Regions from separate parts of the Canis lupus genome. Here region 1 is linked to region 2. A link is a contact called in public Hi-C data. All regions are on one chromosome and are shown on one strand. Each heading gives the region's core, a stretch centred on a gene start, on an enhancer-like site or on the middle of the called end of the contact. The rest is flanking DNA. Distances are from core to core; before and after follow the strand shown. Region 1 holds the start of UBXN4 (UBX domain-containing protein 4). Region 2 holds the start of R3HDM1 (R3H domain-containing protein 1).

Region 1 (6,947 bases), core at 3,372-5,871, 210 kb before region 2:
TAGATCAGCCAGGGAAGGCTTCTCTAGGGCAACATTTAAGGTAAGACCTAAAGGATGAAAAAGCTGAGCCACGTCAAGAGCCAGAACAGTTCACTAAGCAGGACTTTATGTGTAGGAAAAGGCCTGTGACTAGGAATGTCATGAACAGGGAACACAAGACAAGAGAAGACAAAAGGGTTGAGAGACAAAGATGAATTCCACACTTCGGATTTATCCACCTGGATGTAAAAGTCGTGCCATTTACTAAATGTACAACACTGGTGGGAGAAAAAAACAAATTCAGAGTAAATACATTTTCACACTTGAGAATCCTATGAGGCATCTAAGTGGGGCTGTCAAGTGGCAGCTTGAAGTACAGATCTCCTACTTCTGAAGTTGGTACTTTTTACTATGTTGTACCATGTGGAGAGGTTCCCAAATATCACATCCCCATTAGCAGTGTGTGTCCATAATTCACTCTAATGGCAGCAATAGCAGCTTGACCAACAGAGATACAAGGTTGAACAGAATTACTTAATCCACTGAGACCTTTCTTAACTCTACAGAGTAAGATTAACTGCCAACTTCAGTATCTTTAGCTTCTTATTAATCAGTATATGAACTATGCTATGGAGTTAGATAGGCCTAAAATTTTAGCAGAAACTGTTGTGTCCAGAGATGCCTGGGTGACTCAGCGGTTAAACGTCTGCCTTCAGGTCAGGTCGTGATCCTGGAGTCACGGGATCAAGTCCCACATCAGGCTCCCTGCAGAGAGCCTGCTTCTCCCTCTGCCTGTGTCTCTGCCTCTCTCTCTGTCTCATGAATAAATAAAATATTTAAAAAAAATAAAAAGAAAGAAAATGTGTCCTTCCTCGGTAGTATCAGCAATATCCAAAGTTAAAGACACTTAAAAAGACCAATCAAGGGTTCCTGGCTGGCTCACCCGATAAGAGCATGAGACTCTTGATCTCAGGGTTCCGAGTCTGACCCCACATAGGGTGTAGATATTAAAACTTAAAAAGAAACAAAAAAAGAATACAAACTCAGAAGCAAAGAGTTGCAGACCCTAGTAGAGCCAGGAATTCCAACCCAGAAAAGGTCAACTAGCCAAAAATCTAAAAGCTTTTGTGGTCTGTATGAACCAAAAAAGGCAGTAAATAGTGTCTGTCATGAATTTTTTTTTTTTTGTCATGAAAATTTTAGCCCAGAGACGCCTGGGTGGCTCAGCAGTTGGGCGTCCGCCTTCAGCCCAGGGTGTGATCCTAGAGACCCAGGATCGAGTCCCGCGTCGGGCTCCCAGCATGGTGCCTGCTTCTCCCTCTGCCTGTGTGTCTCTGCCTCTCTCTCTCAGTGTGTCTCTCCTAAGTAAATAAATCTTTAAAAAAAAAGAAAAAATAAAATAAAATAAAATAAAATAATAAAAATAAATTAAAAAAAAAAAATTTTAGCCCACTAGCAACACAAGTCTGTGAATTGACACCTTTGTTTCAGTTTCCCTGTCAGATATTCTACCTTCCCATGAATAGAATAAAAATCTTCAGTTTTTAGGGGATCCCTGGGTGGCTCAGTGGTTTAGCGCCTGCCTTCAGCCCAGGGCCTGATCCAGGATCCCACAGTCCCTCTGCCTGTGTCTCTGCCTCTCTCTCATGAATAAATAAAATCTTTAAAAAAAAAAACAAACAAACTTCAGTTTTAATTCAATTTACGTAATCATAATACTTTGAAAATACTTGTTAAATTCTTGTCTGAACTAATAGTAATCTCTCCAGTTTCAATACTACAATTTTAATTCATGCACGAAAATTTCACTAAACAACTTGCCTAAAGTGCTTCCCACTTGAGGGGTTATATGAACCAAAATAGACCCCTAAGATGACTTCATCTCACCTGAAAGATATTTTTTTAATTTCCTACTGAGTTAGTTTATTATTGTTGAGGTATCCCATACCAGAAAATCATGAGTTCTGGATATGAACAAAGGTCTACGCAACATGTTAAGCATTGCAGTTTCAAGACCCCGCTGTCTACATATTCCTGGCATGAAACTAATCCTACCTAGTGTTGGAGATTAACTTCCTAGAACTCTAGAAAAGCCAACGGTATTTTGAACAGGTCAAAGGACAAATTCCTTTGACACACTGCTTAGTCTTCCAACATTCAACTGAGTCAATGATATTCTACAAGCATCTAATAGGTGCTCATCAGTAAAGGGTTAACTGAAGAATGTATATATACACACACAGAGCCCCAAAGACCTCCAACTTTATTTTGCTACACAAATAATCAGCACTACTGTTTCCAAATGTTGGTTAATTAAATCTAACATTTATTTCTAATTAACTATTTAGCCTAAAAGTGCCTTCTAGGAACACTGAGACACCATCAATTGTGTTTTTCGTTTAAAAAACGACTACCATAGGGGCACCTGGTGGTTCAATCAGTTAACTGTCTGACTCTGGATTTCAGCTCAGGTCATGATCTCACAGTCCTCGGATCAAGCCCTGTGTTGAGCTCCGGGCTCAGCAGAGAGTCAGCTTGAGGATTTCTCTTCCTCTGTTCTCCTCACTTTCTAAAGTAAATAAATAAATAAGTAAAAAAAAAAAAAAAAAAAAGACTTCTATCATCCTAGATTTCCTGATTTCTACACCAATTTCATTAATATATGAAGTCTACAGTTGCCCTGTTTTTCTCAAAAACAAAAAAGACACCTTGAAGCTGCTAAAAAAAAAAAAATTGTCAAGACAAGATGGAAATACTTTTTGTGACCCTAATGCATGTCACTTAACCACTGTGGACGTAAATTTCCTCAGCTATAAAATGGGTGTAATAAAACCTGTTCTACTTACCACAGGAATCAACTGAAATTTATTTGAAAAACATCTAAAGTGCCATAAAACTATTACCATACTCTCAATAAGCAGAGTTATCATTTAATTTTCCTTTCCTTTTTAACCCTTTTTTAATCCCACTTTTTTTTTTTCCTTACAGGATTACAGCAGTTATGTATGCGAAATTCAACTCTAAAACAGCATAGGAGGATCAAACTGCTCTTCTAATTAACAACACTGAACTAAAAATTTGGTAGGACTCAATCATCAATTTCAAATCTGAGGTTAAGCGAAACTCCTATTTTAGCATTTGTTCTTCGCTGCAGTGCACAAAGTTACAGAGCTGTTATCTGGACTCTCGAGAGTCGTAAGTTAATAAGTGCACCGTTATTAAACACAAATAGTTGAAATAATACATCGCGGGGACGCCCTGAGTAGCTCAGCGGTTTAGCGCCCGCCTTCGGCCCAGGGCATGATCCTGGAGACCCGGTATCGAGTCCCGCCTCGGGCTCCCTGCATGGAGCCTGCTTCTCCCTCCGCCTGTGTCTCTGCCTCTCTCTGTGGCTCTCTCATGAATAATTAAATAAAATCCTAAAAAAAAATAATAATAATACTCCGCAAAGTAACATAAGTCACAAGCGCGAATTTGATTCATGTCATGAGAATCAGCAAAACCACACAGGCATAGGTTTTAACTGTAAATCCCGAAGATTTCTGTCATAAAACAGGGCAGTAATAAAAGACGGAGCAAAACAAACCAGAGCTAACACAGGATAAACGAGTTAGCTCACGCTCTGGAAACTACAGATACCAGGCCTGGCAGACGACAAAAACGAACCAAGGACTCAACGTCGACTTCTTCTCAACAAACGGCACAAAAATCAAGTTGCGACTCGGCAAATATTCCACCTTAGATTCTCTGCCCCCTCTCATTATTATTTAAAAAAAAAAAAAAAAGAAGAAAGAAAAAAGAAAAATCCAACCTATATAAAGCTCAAAAGTTTGCGTTTCAGGAACGTGCGACCGCCAGCAGCCGTGAACATCAGGTGGCTTCTCTTTGTGGCTTACCGATGACACAGCTTTCTTCCTGACAGTCCACAACTAATTACGAACCCAACCGTCTGCAGAACGACCTGTCTCTACCCGCACCTAAACACTCAGGCTACACCCGCGTTCAAGCGTCGCGGAGCGCGTCCGGGGGGACAGAGGGGTGACCCGGGCGCCGAGCAGGCGCTGCTGGGTCCCTGCGCCCACCCCGTGCGGGGCGCCCCGCAGCGCGGCGGGCGGGGGGGGCGGGGCCTGCGGGACGCGGCCGCGGGCCCCGGGCTCCGCCAGGGCGGTGGGCGGGGCTCCGCGCGCTCCGGGGGCGAGGCGGGGACGGCGCCTCAGGCCGGGGTGAGGGGAGAAGCGGGCGCCGGGGGCCCGGCCGGGCCCGGCGAGCCCCCGACGGACGACGGAGGCGCTGGGAGGCCGGCGACGGCGGCCCGGGTCTGTCGGAGCGCCGAGCAAGGGCAGGGGCGCCCTGGGATGGGAGCGAGGCCGGAGGGGCGTCCGGCCACAACTCGGGCCCCCGCCCCCTTCACCTGCCACGAAGACCACGAAGACCGCGCCGCTCCTCTTGGCCGACGCGATGGCGGCCGGAATGGCGCCCTGGAACCACAACATCGCTCTCCTCGGGCCCAGGCGCTCGCTCCGAGTGTCGTCGCCGCGGTCCCGAAGCGGCCCCGCCCTCCCCTTCGTCGGCCCCGCGGCCCCCGCAGCCCCAGCGGCCGGCCCCCCGCCTCCGCGCAGGCTCGCAATCCAGTCAGCAGCCCCTCGGGGTGCGCGCAAGCGCGCGGGCCGGGCGCTCCCTGCGTCCCGTGACGCAACACGTCGCCGTCGGCGCCACGCCCCAGAGCCTTGTCTCGTTGGCACGTTGGGGCGTGCGCGCAGCCGCTGGGCCTCAGACCCCGCCGTTCCGGAAGCGGAAAAAGCCGGTGGGAAAGATGACTCGCCGCTACGGCGCGTCGGCGGCGCGACGCGTGAGGCATGACGGGAGTGGTAGTCTTCCCAGGCTCGCTTTTCCCCTGGCGTGGAAGATGTGACTGTGGTTTCCGAGGGAACGGCTGAAGGGGGCGGCAGTGAGCGCCTTTTCTCAAGTCGTAGAGGAGGGGAGCGGACGCGGTGCTCCTGGTGGAGGAGATGCTCTTGGACACCTTACATATGGAGGAAGTCGTCCCCGCTCCGCCCCGAGGAGAGCCCTAATTGTGGACGATGTAATTCTTTTTTTAATGATTAGTGGCCGTTGTGCGATAGGGGGTGTTTCTCTGTATGGAACGAAGTGGGCTTTGATTCTGCTGAACTTGTCAGCCCAACTTAGGGGAAGAGAGGGTGAAAACCACCGCAGCCCCCTTCCGTGGTACCAGACAGCCCCTGACCCCAGGGCGGCTGGAGGGAGACTGCAGGGCCCCGGCAATTCACTAGTTGTCCGCTAGGCCTCGGTCCGGAACCTCAAAACACTGGCTACGCTGTTGCCACAGCTACTTCCCAAAGTAACTTGGAAACAGAATAATCGGGATCCCTGGGTGGCTCAGCGGCTTAGCGCCTGCCTTTGGCCCAGGGTGCGACCCTGGAGTCCCGGGATCCAGTCCCACGTCGGGCTCCCTGCAGGGAGCCTGCTTCTCCCTCTGCCTGGGTCTCTGCCTCTCTCTGTGTCTCTCATGAATAAATAAATAAAATCTTAAAAAAAAAAAAAAAAGAGACAGACAATAACGATTCATTTTCCATGGTAATACAAAAGAGGAGGTCAGGTAATGCTTTTGTTTACAATTTCATATGAGAATGTCCTCTAATCGAGATATGGCATTTCGTGGTTAGTTGCCATTAAAATAACTGACCCGGAGCTCAGGCTGGCTAAGTCGGTGGAGCACGTGACTCTTGATCTTGGGGTGTGAGTTCCAGCCCCATATTGTGCATAGAGATTACTTAAAAATGAAATCATTTAAAAAAAATTAAAAATATAAAACGAAAACTGATCCATATTTAATACGTTCTGGAATTACAGCCTCTAAGAACTATTAGCTAAGGTTTATATTTTTTTAAGTTGCATAGATTATTATATTATACATCCTACATCGATTGAATTGCCCCCTCGGCGGTACAATCATTTGACAATCTTTGCAGAATTAAGGTGCTACATCTGAAAACACCTCTTTTTTTTTTTTTAATTTATTTATTTATGATAGTCACAGAGAGAGAGAGAGAGGCAAAGACACAGGCAGAGGGAGAAGCAGGCTCCATGCACCGGGAGCCCGATGTGGGATTTGATCCCGGGTCTCCAGGATCGCGCCCTGGGCCAAAGGCAGGAGCCAAACCTCTGCGCCACCCAGGGATCCCCACCTCTTTTTTTTTTTTTAAGATTTTATTTATTTATTCATGAGAGACACAGAGAGAGAGAGAGGCAGAGACACAGCCAGAGGGAGAAGCAGGCTCCATGCAAGGTCTCCAGGATCCCAGTCTCCAGGATCACGCCCTGGGCTGCCCAAAACACCTCTTTCCTCTAAATATTTTACCTAAAAACAGTTAACAGCTTGCAATCCAATTTATATTTACCTTTTTCTAATCAGGCCTCTTGTATATCAACTTTAAATGGATTTCTTAAAATTCAGTTTACCTATAAATTCTTTCAGTAGAGTGATGTCTTTATTTCTAATGTTAGACTTAAACAATGTAAGAACCATTCATAGCCTTTAATTCATTTATCAAATATTTATTGCTCATCTACTAGGAGCTAGACATACATAATTGGCATGGGTAAAGTGAGGCAGTCAGACAAGGGCCCTGCCTTTGTGACTGCACAATCTAAAGAAGAAGGCAGACATTGAACAAGTGATTGTATGTGAGGATGAATGTCACAAAAGGGGAGATTCTAAGTGCTTCAGAAGTGTGTGATGATGTGACCAAACATGGAGAGCAGAGTTAAGAAAAAAATGACACATCAGGGAGAAAAACCTAACCAGGTGAAGGAGAAGACTAATCAAGATAGAGAAAACAGGGGGGATGCCTGGTGGCTCAGCAGTTTGGCACCTGCCTTTGGCTCAGGGTGTGATCGTGGAGTCCCGGGATCGAGTCCCACGTCGAGCTCCCGGCATGGAGCCTGCT
Region 2 (6,848 bases), core at 1,914-4,413:
ACAGAGAGAGAGAGAGACAGAGAGGCAGAGACACAGGCAGAGGGAGAAGCAGGCTCCATGCAGGGAGCCCGACGTGGGATTCGATCCCGGGTCTCCAGGATCGTGCCCTGGGCCAAAGGCAGGCGCCAAACCGCTGCACCACCCAGGGATCCCTGTTGCTATACCTCCTTGACACACAGACTGTCAGAGTATTTATCCTAAAAAATCTTTTATTACTTTGCAAAACATAGTAGTGCATTTCTTCTGCATCATTTTTGAAAAAGTTTATTTCAATTTTATATAATATTCTGCTGCTGCCATGGAAGGCTCCCCAAAGGAGTATCCAACTGTACTGCGTTTCTTCACTATTCAGCATAAGGTGCAGCTGCCTTGAACCCTGGCCAGGCGTTACTGTCAGAAGACTTCATAATAAAACTTTTCATGCTAAACTTTAATTTGTCTACTGGGACAAACTCAAAAACATACTATTATGTGTGAAGACCAATGCATTTTCAAAAGTGCCTGAAAAGAGAAAGGAACAATGTGTCTCCCATGTTGTTTCACAGAAAAGAAAAACTCAAGCACTGATAAATATTGAGAATTAAAAACAGTAACAAAACTGCAGTCAACCCTATGGCCATTATGAATTCAAACCACTCACTGAATCTTAACTCTGTATTAAAGACTTGTTTGTTAGTAGCCTGATAGCGCAGTAAATATGGATAGCAACTATATAAAACTTGAAATACATATTAGCTAACTAAAATTCAAAACATATTACAATAATTTATCACTACAAACAATTTAGCACCTAATCTTATTCCAAAAAATTCATTTGAAATATATTCCCCAAACATGGGGATTTTAACGCAAAATTAAAAACCTATAAAATCAACAACTCTTCAGTATCGGATGCCCAATTTCCCACATTTCTTTTACTTTGGAAATGGCTAGCTGCAAACTGCACCAATTTAAGTCCCTATATAAATGAAAACTCCCATAGTACTCCTCTGCCCTAACAGAGCAAGTTCTGAGGCTGCAACATCTTGTGCATATAAATAACAAACTCATTCTCTTAAGATGCATTTATATGCTAATATTTCATAATACATACTATGTATTAAACACAATGGTAGGAGCTTTATATTTATACAGATTTCATCTCCAATCCCCCCAACTAAGGGTTAGGTGCTATCATCCCCAATTTACAGGTGAACTGAGGCTCACAGAAGGGTCCCGCAGCTAGTAAGAGAATGTATAAGCCGCCTATATGCCGCCTATATTTTCATCAGCCCTTTGTGTACATAAAGTATATGAGATCCAAAAGTATCAAGTCTATAACTCATCAATTGACCAACAAGTTTTAGAAAGTGCTAAGGTGAGTGATGAGTGCTTTATGGCGAGCTGAGAGAACTTACCTTTCGGGGTTATGTGTTTTATTTTTTTAGCAAACATCCACATTTCTTCCAGATCCTGAATCTAGATCTATGTAATTCTGTATGCAAATACTATTAGTTATGGAATATGTAAGATCATTCTGGCAGTAGGGTCTCCTTAGGCCCTAGGAAATGGTCTTAACAACTTAGTCAAAACTGATTGTTTCTTCAGAACCCAAGTGTACTCTGACAACAAGTAAAGCCTCAGAGGTGGGCCTAAAATGTTACCCTTGATACAGCCAGGTCTACCACCAATTTATAGAATCCATTATTTAAGGACCCATCCATGCAAAAAAACCAAAAAACAAAAAAACCCCAAAACCAAAACAAACAAACAAAAAAACCCCACAAGGTGTTAAAAGATGAGCGCCTAATCAATATGTGAGGAAAAAGCATTCGTTCTCAAATACGCCAAGTTTTATCAAATTGAAGTGTGTTCAGTTACTCTAGTTACACTGGTATCCAACTATATTAATTATCCCACAGACCTTACTCTTTCAAATATTACAACGAGGTTAGTTTCCAGTTAAGACTTTAACCACCTTTTCATTACTCAAAAGTTCTTGCAATCACTGACATCTAAGCTAACAGCAAAGGGTTTCTTCAGAATTACAATTAGGCGAGCTATAACCATGGAGATTTCAATCTACACGTATTTTCTGGAACATCGTGTTCGAAAAATCATCTGTTATTTTACCAAGCCTTACTTTTCCTCCACTTGCTATCCAGGACCATTCCACACGGGACAAGATAGCCTCAACAATTTGTTCCTACATAAAAGCGAGCTCAAAAAAGCAGAGGCACTCTGCTGTGCACCTACTAACAACAACAACAACAAAAAGAGAACAAAAAAACTTCAAAGACACAGGTCTGAGCCTCAGGCTCAACCACAGTGTGTGTGTAAATCCGACCCCCGGGGTCCGTGGCGCTGACAGTCATTCAACTTTCTTTTCAACATTCCCATTGTGCTTTTCTCTGGTAGCACCGGCAAGGTGTGCCTGCATTTCACCAGCCGGCGGAACGCCGTGTTTCCTTTCTAACAATCCTCGGGGTGCAGGGCCAGGGGCCGAGGCGTGCGGGGGCCGGGGAGCCCGAGGCACGGGGGCCGGCCGCCCGAGAGAGCAGCACCACGCGCGGCACCCGCTCCTGCCAGGCCTGCTGGGGCTGGTTCCCGGGTCCCTGGGGCTGCAAGGGCAGCAAGCAGCAGCCATGGCAGGGACTCGGGAACCTTTCCCCTGCCTCCTCCGCTAGGCCTCGAGGGGTTTGCTTTTCACATGGCCCCCGGGTGGGGGCGGTGGGCGCAAGGTAGTGGATGCAGCTGCAGCCGCAGCCGCGGGCCAGGCGAGCCGGGCTCCCTCGGAACCCGACCTCCCGACGGGCTGGCAGCGGCGGCACCTCGGCGGGGGCCCGGCTGGAGCGCCGATGGCCCGGCGGCGGAGGCCACCTTCTCGCACACATCTCTCCCCTGCCTGCCTCCTTCTCCGTTAGCGCTACCGGTTGGCGGGCGGGGGAGGGGAGCGAGGCGCGTTATTCCCGGGGAGCTGGAGGGGGGAGGGGAGGGCATCTCTTACCCGCGTTACTGAGGAGGAGGAGGAGGAGGAGGCGGTTGGAGCGCGGCGCGGCGGGGCGACGGCGGGGCTGGGTGGGTGCAAGTAAGAGTCTTACGAAAGGGAATTAACCCCATCACCAGCCCGGACACCGGCTCCAGCGGCAGCCGCGGCTGGCAGAATCCCGCCCCTTCCCACCACGCACTAGCCCCGCCCCTTCGTTCTCTTGGAGGGGCAGCCGACAAATCATAGGTTAGAGGCACTCTGAGTGACGTGAGGGCCAGCCAATCGTGCCTGAACAAACGGCCTTTCCTCCACCCCCTTATCTCCTCCCGGGCCGCGGGAGAGCGGTGCCAAGTCTTCCTCCACCCTCAAGGGAGAAAGAACCAATCGGTAATGAGTAACCGCCCTTGAACGACGCAGAGGACGACCAATGGAAGAACTAAGAGGACAGCCATTTTGCCCACTTGTAAAGAAGGCACCTTTTCCCACGAGTTGGGAGCCTGGCGTGTGGGAGTTCTGTGGAGTTTTTACAGACCTGGAGGTATAGGAGAGACAACCATATTTCTTCAGGGACTATTTATAGAGCTTTCTAGGACTGGGTGAATATTTTCATCCTCCATGTGGGGGGAAGTGAGGAATGCCGCTTAAGGTCTTGGCTCCTCCCTTTAGCGGTAACGGGTTCTAAGCCGAACACCTGGTTTCTCCAGCTTCAGTGGAGGAAGGCGGGGTTTCCAGCTCTGTAAGGCCCGCAGGGAACTACATTTCCCAATATGCTTTGCCCCCTCCACCGTCCTTTCCTGCTTTTACTTCCCGTGGGGCCTGACGGGAATTGTAGTTCCTGGGGGGGGTACCCGCGGCACCTCGTTGGCCAATGAAAGGGGCCCGACTGGAGATGGTTTGGGGCGGGGGAACCGGTTGCAGGGCTGTAGCGAATCGCCACCCTCGCTCGAGAGGGGAGGCTTAGAAGAGAAGTCAGAGGAGAGTTTTCTCAGAACGCCACAGGGGTTTTAGATTCTTGGTGTTTGAACTCTCTTATTTTCAGTTTGTCCCTTTGAAGTCACTTCCGCCTTGGGGCGGACGCCAGCCCAGCCTGTGGCGGGAGTTGGAGACCCTGCGGCGAGCGCACCAGGTGTGGTTTTCAGGGTGGCGTGGCGGGCAAGTCCGTAGGTTCTCTCGAGACAGATAACGAAGTTGAACGGCATGCAGTTGTGTTTTAAGAAAGAGCGGGTGAAAGGGGATGGCGCGTAGTTCTCCAGCCTGGAATGCCTTCCTCCGTCCCTCGTCTCCAATCCCAGAGTCCCATTTTTCTTATCTTTTGACTTGCTCACGCTTAGCTTGCGTTGCATTTGTGGAGGGAGCCCCTACGGTTTTTAGCCGCTTTGCGTGCACGAAGCATGGCTTCAGGTCGCCGGTCTGACCAAAAATGGGCTTAGAAGTTCTGATTTAATGACTTCCATATTTACAAACACACTTCTTCTAAAGACTGGTTGGTGGGAGATAACACAAGGGCACAGGATTCATACTCAAAAACGGCCCATTACCATTCTTTTTTTTTTTGGCCAAAGCATCAGTGTTGTGGGACCAACAGTCAAAGCATTACCTCCTTTTTTTTTAAAAATTCTTTATTTTAATTCGAGTTTGTTAACACAGTATTTTATTAGTTTCAGGTCTAGAGAACGTAGATCTCCTTTCTTAATGCGGTTGGGTTTTTCAATACAATTTTGCAGTGTAGTTTTTTTTTTTAGAGGATGTTTAGTTTTGTTTTTCTTTTTGTTGTGTCGGGAGTTTTTCCAGCGTGAATCAAGTCAAGAAATAGTCATTGTGGCCATCATTTTATTGAGTGTTTCCTCAGCCAGGAAGGATATTAAGTGCTTTAAGGTCATTTTTCTTGCAGCAATCTACCAGTATTGGTATGTGAGGTTTATAGTTGAAGAAATTGGTCTTCAATGACGTTCATTAAGACCATTTAAGGCCTTGATCAGGTAATTTTGTAGCTGAGATTCATATCCAGGTCTGTCTCATTTCTGATCTCTTAATCACTACTCATCTTGCCTCTCAAATATTTATTTCCCAGTATGTGCTGTAGACACATGAGAGAGAGAAATGTAAAATTCCATTCTAGAATTCTGGAACTGTTGGTGGCAATCACTTCTTTTGAAGTATCCTTTGTCACATGCAGAATATATACTAATCGTGTTTAAAAGCACAGGAGAGTATTAAAAAGGTCATCTCTAATACTGTTATCCAGACATACCACCAGTATGGCATACCACCAGTATGGTATGTCTGGATAACATACCACCCCAACATTAAATTGGGGTGGATATCCTTACAGATCCTTCTAGTATAGGTACAGACATTTGCCCAAATGCTATCATTACTACCTTGCTTTCTTGTAAGCCTTTTTTTTTTTTTTTTAAACAAAATTCAACAACAGGCTGTGGATATGACTGGGTATGTGTTAATATCATTTTTTAAAATATCATTTTTTATTGCTATCTGGTATTTCATTGTCTCCAACATAATCAATTCTTAGTGATGGATATCTACATTGTTTCTGACTAACTTTTTGATTGTGGTAGAAAACATAAAATTTACAATCAACCATTTTTAAGTGTATCATACACTAGTATCGAGTGTATGTTAGCTTGTCATTTAACAGATATCTGGAACTTTTTCATCTTGCAAAACAAAGTGTATGTTTTGTACAATTCCCCTTTCCCTCCTCCCACAGCCTTTGGTATCTACCATACTACTTTGTTTTTGAGAGTTCGACTATGACTACTTTAGATATCTCGTATGAGTGGAATCCTGCAGTGTTGGTCCTTCTTTGACTTAACATCATGTCCTCAAGGTTCATCCATGTTGTAGCATATGACTGGATTTCCTTTTTTAAGGCTGAATAGTATTCCATTCCATAGTATATGTGGATACTACATTTTATCTGTTCACCTGCCAATGGACATTTAGATTGCTTCTACCTCCTAGCTATTAACAATGCTGCAGCCAACATGGATGCACACATATCTCTTCAGGATCCTGTTTTCATTTCTTTGTTCATTGTTCTTTGACTTGTACAATACACATTAACTTAATTTCTCTAACTTTGGACTATTTGTTGATATCAAGTAGGTAAAGTGTGCTTCCACTCTTCTTTTTTAGATATTTTAGATATTCTCACATTTTCTTATATTTTTTTTAAGATGGATTTTGGTATCATTTTGTCAAATTAAAAGTACATCTCAGCACTTCTATATTTTAATAAAGCACAAGTTTGACATTTGTATAGATACTGAATGTTACTTAGAGACAAGTATTTCATTTCATATTAATAATACAGAATTTTTCACAGATGCAATCAAGGCTTGGTGAGGTCTTCTATGGTTTGTGCAAACATGTTTTTATTACAGAATTGAACCTAAAAGCTTACATTTTAAAAGCATGTTCAATTTTTAAAAATTATATGATCACTTTTTATTATAAAGAGGCTTGCATTTTATAAGCTGTTTCCAGTAGAAGCTGATGATTTCTGCATGCTTATTATAACTATCCCTCTGTGCCGCATAGCCTTCTCTAAGTACTTCAAACTCAACATGTCCCCTAAACCTGTTCCTCTTCTCATTTATTTGGTCAAGAAATATTTATTGAGCATCTGCTAAGAAAAGTCCTGGCTATAATCAAGAGAATGGAGTCTAGGCTTCCTAGGTTTGAATCTGGGTTCTGCCATGAATTTGTTGTGTGACCTTGTGCAGTTTAGTTAACAATCTGTGCCTTAGTTTTCTTGTCTATAAAATTAAGATGATAGAATACTGCGTCATAAGTCGTTGTGAGGATGAAATGACTTACTATATGTAAAACACATAGAATAGTGCCTGGCCTATGG

The links. A called contact is a pair of places that touch in the nucleus more often than the background predicts.
Region 1: a Hi-C map of blood shows a contact between it and region 2, with 2.2 times the contacts expected there. The contact joins the promoter of UBXN4 here to the promoter of R3HDM1 in region 2. A contact is called at or near these places in 2 of 9 Hi-C or Micro-C datasets (both in blood).

What each region holds. Positions count from the first base shown.
Region 1 is chr19:39,997,781-40,004,727 of UU_Cfam_GSD_1.0, reverse strand. It overlaps UBXN4 (UBX domain-containing protein 4), which reads right to left and starts at 4,621. Exons shown (of 13, transcript XM_038565093.1): 1 at 4,391-4,621. The coding sequence starts at 4,472.
Region 2 is chr19:39,782,715-39,789,562 of UU_Cfam_GSD_1.0, reverse strand. It overlaps R3HDM1 (R3H domain-containing protein 1), which reads right to left and starts at 3,163. Exons shown (of 27, transcript XM_038565089.1): 1 at 2,987-3,163. It overlaps ZRANB3 (DNA annealing helicase and endonuclease ZRANB3), which reads left to right and starts at 3,291. Exons shown (of 21, transcript XM_038565063.1): 1 at 3,291-3,506.